Linked DNA regions of Zea mays: region 1 is linked to region 2. A link is a contact called in public Hi-C data. All regions are on one chromosome and are shown on one strand. Each heading gives the region's core, a stretch centred on a gene start, on an enhancer-like site or on the middle of the called end of the contact. The rest is flanking DNA. Distances are from core to core; before and after follow the strand shown.

What was found. A called contact is a pair of places that touch in the nucleus more often than the background predicts.
Region 1: a contact with region 2 is called in a Hi-C map of tassel, with 2.3 times the contacts expected there. The contact joins the promoter of LOC103633113 here to the promoter of LOC100280079 in region 2. A contact is called at or near these places in 2 of 25 Hi-C or Micro-C datasets (ear and tassel).

The regions. Positions count from the first base shown.
Region 1 is chr7:150,735,828-150,739,455 of Zm-B73-REFERENCE-NAM-5.0, forward strand. LOC103633113 (protein argonaute 18) reads right to left here and starts at 1,727. Exons shown (of 21, transcript XM_020541121.2): 1 at 1,446-1,727; 2 at 1,017-1,366; 3 at 820-947; 4 at 592-704; 5 at 400-503; 6 at 145-280; 7 at 1-55. The coding sequence starts at 1,574. LOC100279317 reads right to left here. Exons shown (of 6, transcript NM_001152338.2): 6 at 3,206-3,628. The coding sequence ends at 3,370.
Region 2 is chr7:150,456,935-150,460,298 of Zm-B73-REFERENCE-NAM-5.0, forward strand. It overlaps LOC100280079 (Folate synthesis bifunctional protein), which reads left to right and starts at 1,444. Exons shown (of 3, transcript NM_001153018.1): 1 at 1,444-1,896; 2 at 2,471-2,617; 3 at 2,713-3,364. The coding sequence starts at 2,557.

The DNA.
Region 1 (3,628 bases), core at 477-2,976, 280 kb after region 2:
CCTGTTTGGCATCCAACTTCTTGCGGTTTTTCTGTCCAGCTACTATCCTGCAAACCTGAAATGCAAATGGAAATTAAGAAACAAGAGCAGACAACATACCTCCATGCATAGGGCCACAGTTCAATTAAGTTCATAGTTGGCAACCTCCATAGGGAGGTAGTTTGGCCTCTGATCATTGCCAACTTGGAGGCATGGGAGAAAATCATAGTCCATTTCCAGCTGGTATGTCTCTCTGAAGTAATCTGCTACGGACTTCTCAACTCCAGCGGACGATTGAAAGCTGTTGATTTCAAGAAAACATATCGAAGTAAATGCTAACAGCAAGAACTTGATCCCCACATTTCTGAACTAGGGACTCTAGGATGTTCTCTTCAACGTAGGAAAAAAGAGAGGTCCTACAACTGTAAAGAAGGACTATTTTTCAGGCTGGCAATCCGGTACTTCGGGCGTGCGGCTCCTCGGTGGGTGACTTCAATCCTCAGTCCCTTGAGGGCTTTATTGAGCTGCAAATTCAGAAAGGGCCACATCCATCACAAGTTCAATTATGCACAATGCTCTTTGTGCCTTAGAAATGGGGGAAAGAATACCTACCAGGACAAGATCCATGGGAGTAATACTTGTAAAGGTCCTGCGATCTTTGCCCAGAATCAACATCACATAATCAATCAGTGGCAGGGGTCGAATGAAAGCTGTTGAAGAAATGTCTGCAATGGAAAATATGTGGCCATCGGACATCTTAAAACACACAGAAATTTGAACTGGAATACGAAATCAAATTGCACAGTTTCTACCATATAAGCATCCCACACGTAAAACTACCTATGATCACAGACAAGCCATTTTGTGTCGGCCTGATGCTCTGATAGAAACCCGTCCATCCCTCCACACCCATGCCAATATCCCTGGGTCCTCGGGGTGAGAAGAAGGACCGGCCAACTGCAACGTACCTGTGCATTGTCAAAATAACAAGATGAAAATGGTGTCATCTTAAATCGAGGTGCAAGCCAAGTACTCACTCCATGGAGTTGCGTTCGTTGAGGATAATGTCACGCAGCACAATGTCAAGCACCTGCAGCGCCTGTGCCGGGATGTCCGAAGGGTAGCCCGCCAGGAGCATGAACAGCTGCTGCAGGCTGATCCCCGTGGTATGCTTGATCACCACCTTGTACATCCTTTCCGTCCTGCCAGACAAGGTGACCACGAATTCCATGGTCTCGAACGGCAGCTCGCCAGCGGAGAACAGTAGCTTCCGGCCGTCGTATGCGGGGAGGCGGCCACCAAGCTCGGTCTGCCGGTTCTCGGAAACCAGCTTCGACATGATTTCCCTGTACATGCCCTTTGGCGTTGTATCTGGTGAGATGGTCACCTGCATAAGCACATAGTAATGGTGGGCAACGGTGGTCATCAGATGAACACCAAGAACGCGGAGTGGCGAGCGGTCTTACGTCGTATTGGTGCAGGCCCTTGTCGACGAGGCCGACGAAGAAGTGGTTGGCCCTAACGCCGCACGGCGTCCCCACGGCGCCCAAGCCCGGGCGCGCTGGAAACATGGGCTCGTCGCGGACAATGTCCATCGTCTTGAACTTCTCCCTCAGCGCGGCTGCGGCGGCCGCCGCGTTGCGCTCCGCGAGAGACGGACCTGCTTCTGCTTGGCGCACATCATCAGGTCCTGGCGTTTGCGGGCCGCCGTGCCCGCGCCCGCGGCCGTAGTCGCTGCCTCCCTGGTAGCCGTAGGCGTAGCCACCTCGGCCCCCGCCTTGGCCACCTCGGCCCCCACCTCGTCCGCTGCCGCGGCCACCGCTTTTGTTGCCGTTGCGCCGGTTCCCCTGAAAGACGTTGGGGTTCGCCTGATCCCGACCTCCTCCGCGCTGATGGCTCGCCATGGCAGCTGCTCACGCCCCCTGGGAAAGAAGAACAAGCGCCCATGATCAGCTACTAGTACAACTCAGTCGCACGAAAAGAAAGGAAGGGAACGGAGGAAACAAGTCACATTTCACCGTTTTGACGATGATATCCAAGAAATGTGAAGGAAGAAGAAAGAATAGCGATAACTTAAAGATGAAGGGGAGAAAGAAACTGCGACCGACTTGTATAGAGCCGTTTTGGTCAGGCGCGCAACGAAACTTCAATTTGTTTACCTTGTGCGTGTTCAAGGATGGCCGGCGACGAGATGCGAAATGGCGCCTGCCGCGGCAGGGAGGGAAGGGAAGAGGGAATAGCCGACCGGTGCCTCCCCGTCTGCGCGACTTCCTTCGTCGCGTGGTTGGCACTACAAGCTATACTGCCGCTCTGGTGCTGGTGCCTGCACTGCAGGGGACAATATATAGGCGGGGTGGGAAGTCATCAGGTGGGGACCCACCAGATCTTTCCGGTGCAAACTGCAAAGAGAAGGTGCGGTGGATGTGGTCGCTCCCTCACGATGACTGCTTGGAATTGAGTCGGGTACATCGTGATTTATGTCAAACGAGTTCGAACCAACAAAACTTATAAAAAATTGAGTCGTAACATGATACTCTGAAGTATAAAAACAGTGGTCTAACCCGACCCTAAATTATATCGTGCCTTCGTTGGTCCGAACCGACCCATATATTTGATCACATACGTAAAATCCATATCTTACTAAATTAAATATATTAAACAATACTAACATCATTTAACCACGTAAAGTCTAAATAGCAAACAATATAAAGTCTATAACTTGTTAAATTAAACAATTAAATCATATGGGCTTAATTGGGTTGTGCTTGGGTCCGGCGAGCCAAAATTTGAGACCTGGCTCAGGTTCGCTTTCGTGTCGTGCTAGCTCAATCCATATTATTCCGTGTCGGACCGTTATTTAGACTCATATTTTCGGACCGTGCTCATGCTGGCCCAAAATTCATGGCCCATATTCCCGGCACTACTCACCGCCCCTGAACAAAACAACACTCAGTTCAGTAGTTTTCGTTTGTACAATCCTAGTCTCCTAGATATAATTGTTATTCTTAAATTTTTGGTAGGATATCAACACTCAGTTCATCTAGTTCGTAATCCGATGACATATGTGGTTGGTCTCCCCTACCCCTTTGTGCATGGGACGCACCTATTTCATTGATTTGAAGCCCGACATATACAACTAATCTTGGCAAATAGATATCCAGATTATTGGGCGATCAAAACAACAGCCTAAGATTTTTACCTGCCAGGCAAAGCTAACCGGACAACTAAACAACTCGGTGACCTTTATCGTAAACCTGATCAAGTGGTTTGGCAGTACATTGCTGATCCAAGATCATTCTAACCTATGGCGAGGTGTTAAAGGCATTCTGTCGGTTCATGAAGACAGAGACACTATTATAAAATGGAGTACATGAATTGAGACCTTGATTATTATTGCTGGTTTAGTTGCAAGGGAAGCTCGTGAACTAAACCTTCACAGTACGAAATACATTTCTTCAGCGTCTTCTTGTAGTTGCATCTCCACTGGACAGCTAGTTCCCATCTTTCCACAGATCTCATAAGTCGAAAAGGGAGTAGACTGTTACCAGAACAATCCTGCTCCGCTCGATGGAACCGGAGGAACACAGCAAACTCCTGCTCAAAACCTGACCGCTTCGCATCTGCTCTGCAGTTGCTACTGTTCTGTATT
Region 2 (3,364 bases), core at 194-2,693:
TAAGTTCCAAGCACACCTCAGTTATTGCTATATTTCTTGTTTTCATGCTTAGAACTCTAATACAAGCATCCTAATTTAATGCAGGAGTGTTTCGTATGCGCTATGAGATGAAGTATTGGTTCTGGGCACCTTTGGTGGTTTTGGCAATGAAGAACAGATGGAAAGGAGTAGATATTTTTCTTAGGATAAGGATCAGAGATACTGCCTACATGAATTGTAAATGGTTGTCCAAGTGCTCACTCAGCAGGCTTAGCACAGTTGTCCATGTTTTTCCTTCTGGCTCAAGGTCGTCGAGGTACGAACCCTCAGCCCGACCGGCCGACCTCCCTTGCACTATCTCGCTGCCCACATAGATAACAGTCCATCTCTCTATGTCGGCGATCGGGGGGCCAAGATCGTGGCAACAGGACAATCGGATGAGCAGTCTACCTTCTAAGCCTTATACGTCAATAGTGCCTATTTATCTTTTTTGCCAGCCTAGAAAAAAAGTTCGAGACTTGTGAGTCGGCTCGACTCGGAGAGGCTCGTGAACCTGAATGAGTCTTAGCCGAGCCTACTTTTTTGCTCACTCAAACAGTCAGTCGAACCCAGCCGAGCTTTGATTGTTTTTTTTTTTGGCACATGTAGAAGAATAGGAAGCGTCAATAGAGCTCCGTTGGATGATTGTTTTTTTCTCTAAATTAAGGTTCAAGATTAAAGTTATTGAAATCTGTTGGAGATGCTCTTACAATGTGTCACACAAAATTTTAATCAGGAATTTAGAATGAACGACGGACTTCGTAGGCAGCATGTGTATACAATCTGTGACAATTATTTTTTTCTTTGTCTAGGACTCTAGAAGTACTAGCTAATCTTGGGCCATTGGGTGGAAGGCTCAAAGCAATACTTGGCCCAGCCCAAAAAATATCATCAGTGGAAAAAAAAAACTAATCCCTAACCTACCGCTCGCCATCCACCAAGCCGCCACCGAGCCTCCCAGTCCCAGTCCGCGCGCCCGGCGCCTCCCTCGAGCGCCTCTGTCCTCCGTCGGCCGTCGCACTGTGCCCCCGTCCGCCTCCGGCCTCCGCCAACCCGCGTCCGCCCACGACTAGGCGGCTCTGGGCAGGTCCTTCCACAAAGGTGAGAGCACAACCCGTTCCAATTTCGTAGAAGCAATAAGCAGATTCCTTGATATATATCAGAGTTGTTGCTATCGCATGTTTGTGATTCTGCATCTGCTGCACACACGTCCCATGAAGGAGTCATCAGTGATGTGACATGGAGGTGGCGGATGGTCGTCCACTCCTCCTACCTAGTGACGCATTCGTGGCAGCCAAAAGTGAATCATCCGTAGGCGCACTAAATGGATCCATTTTAGCCTAGCACAAGAGGGAAACAGGAAAAAAAAAAGAAAAACAAAAAAGCCCACGTACCGCCCAAGTCCCCAACACGCTAAGATTAACCTAACCAGCTGCCTCTCCTCTCTCTCCTAGGCTTTCAGCCGCTCTCCTAGTCTCCTACTCTCCTCTCAGCCGTCGCCGTCGCTCTCCACACCGCTCTCCTCTCTCCTCCGAGCCGCAGCTCTTCTCTCTCCCTCTCCCCTGCGTGCCGCCACTGCGGGCACCCTGCACGCCGCCGCTGCGTGGCCCTACACGCCACCGCTACGGGTGCCCTACGCGCCGCCGTCACTGCTCCAGCTCTCCTCTGTTTCCCAGCCAATGCCGCCGCTCTAACTCCCCAAGGCATCGCCCCGACGACGGCTCAACGAAGCCCCGTCGACGCCTCGCGGACGCCCTGCGCCGCAGCGGGCGCTTTACGCTCCATGGCAAGGCGCGTTAGATGCCTCAGGTTCCACAGGCGCCTTAGCGCCTAAGCGACGCTAAGGCGGCGCTTCAGATAAGCATGCTTTTGAATAAGGTACTTTTCTATATTCATCGCTTAGTTTGTAGCTATGAATTATTTTAGACTGTGTTGTGATTTTTTTTTTCTTTCGTCACTACGTTAGCAACACCTTGATTTTGGCGCGTCCTCCGCCGCTAGGAAGAGCTTCCTGATTTGCGAGAGAGCTATTTGATCACTTGTATTGCCTCGTTGGACTGATAGTTAGTCACAATGGCAGTGGACCAATTTCATGTTTCCCCAGCAGTTTCAAGCAGCAAAAGGATCCCACAGCAAAACACTTGAGCTGACAAGCTCTCTTGCTGTCTTGCATAAGCTTGTAGCACCTTTTTGTTTGGGGAGGTTTGCTAGAGAACTTCTGTATTTTCGTTCATTAATTTCTTCTGGTATATCTCATCAGCTATCATTAGGGAAAAAAAACCTCTTGCTTGTTCCAACATCAAACTTCAAAGCTATATGTCTCCATTGCTGCAGATTTTTTTCATCTGTCAGACTCTCTTTTGGGTGCATGATTGGAACTTTGGTAACCAAGTTTTAGCTTTTGGTTATGCTTGTTCAGCCTCACATTTGTCTGTGTTTTGCCTGTTACCAGATGTGAAGGATTAAAGCTCATGTGAAAGATTCTAAGACTACAATTGGTATCAAGCGGTTGCTTTCTTATTTCTCATACGCTCAACCATGCTCCTGCATGCTAAGGATTCAGTTAGGAAGATGCATTCAGTTGCTAAGAACTACTTTGGTACAATTCTAGCTTTCAATTTAAATCCACTAACATGCAATTAAAAACAACTAAGCCTCTAATGTCTAACTCACCCCTTCCTATTTTTTTGACAGTGTCTGATCTTACTCATCCTCCAAGATCCTTGAACAGAGCTTCCAGACATGTTGTTCCATTCAAGACCCGTTTCTTTACTCATTGCTCACTTGAGAGCCGTTCAGTTGACCAAGAGATTGTGATTGCTATGGGAAGCAATGTAGGCGATAGAGTCAGTACATTCAACAGGGCATTGCAGCTGATGAAAAGCTCAGACGTGAACATCACTAGGCATGCCTGTCTCTATGAGACCGCCCCTGCTTATTTGACTGATCAGCCGCGGTTTCTTAACTCTGCCATTCGGGGCACAACTAGGCTCAGGCCACATGAGCTTCTTAAACTGCTAAAGGAAATTGAGAAGGATATTGGCCGCACTGGCGGAATAAGGTACGGCCCAAGACCTATCGATCTAGACATACTTCTTTATGGTAACTCCCAGATCCATAGTGAGACTCTAATTGTGCCACATGAGCGCATCCATGAGAGGTCATTTGTTTTAGCACCTCTTGTTGACCTTCTAGGTGCATCTAGTGACAACGGTATCGAAACAAGTTGGCACTCTCTCTCAAAGTGTAGTGGAGGTTTCTTTGAGTTATGGAATAACCTTGGGGGTGAATCTATAATTGGAACAGAAAGCATTAAAAGGGTATTACCTGTTGGGGATCGTTTGTT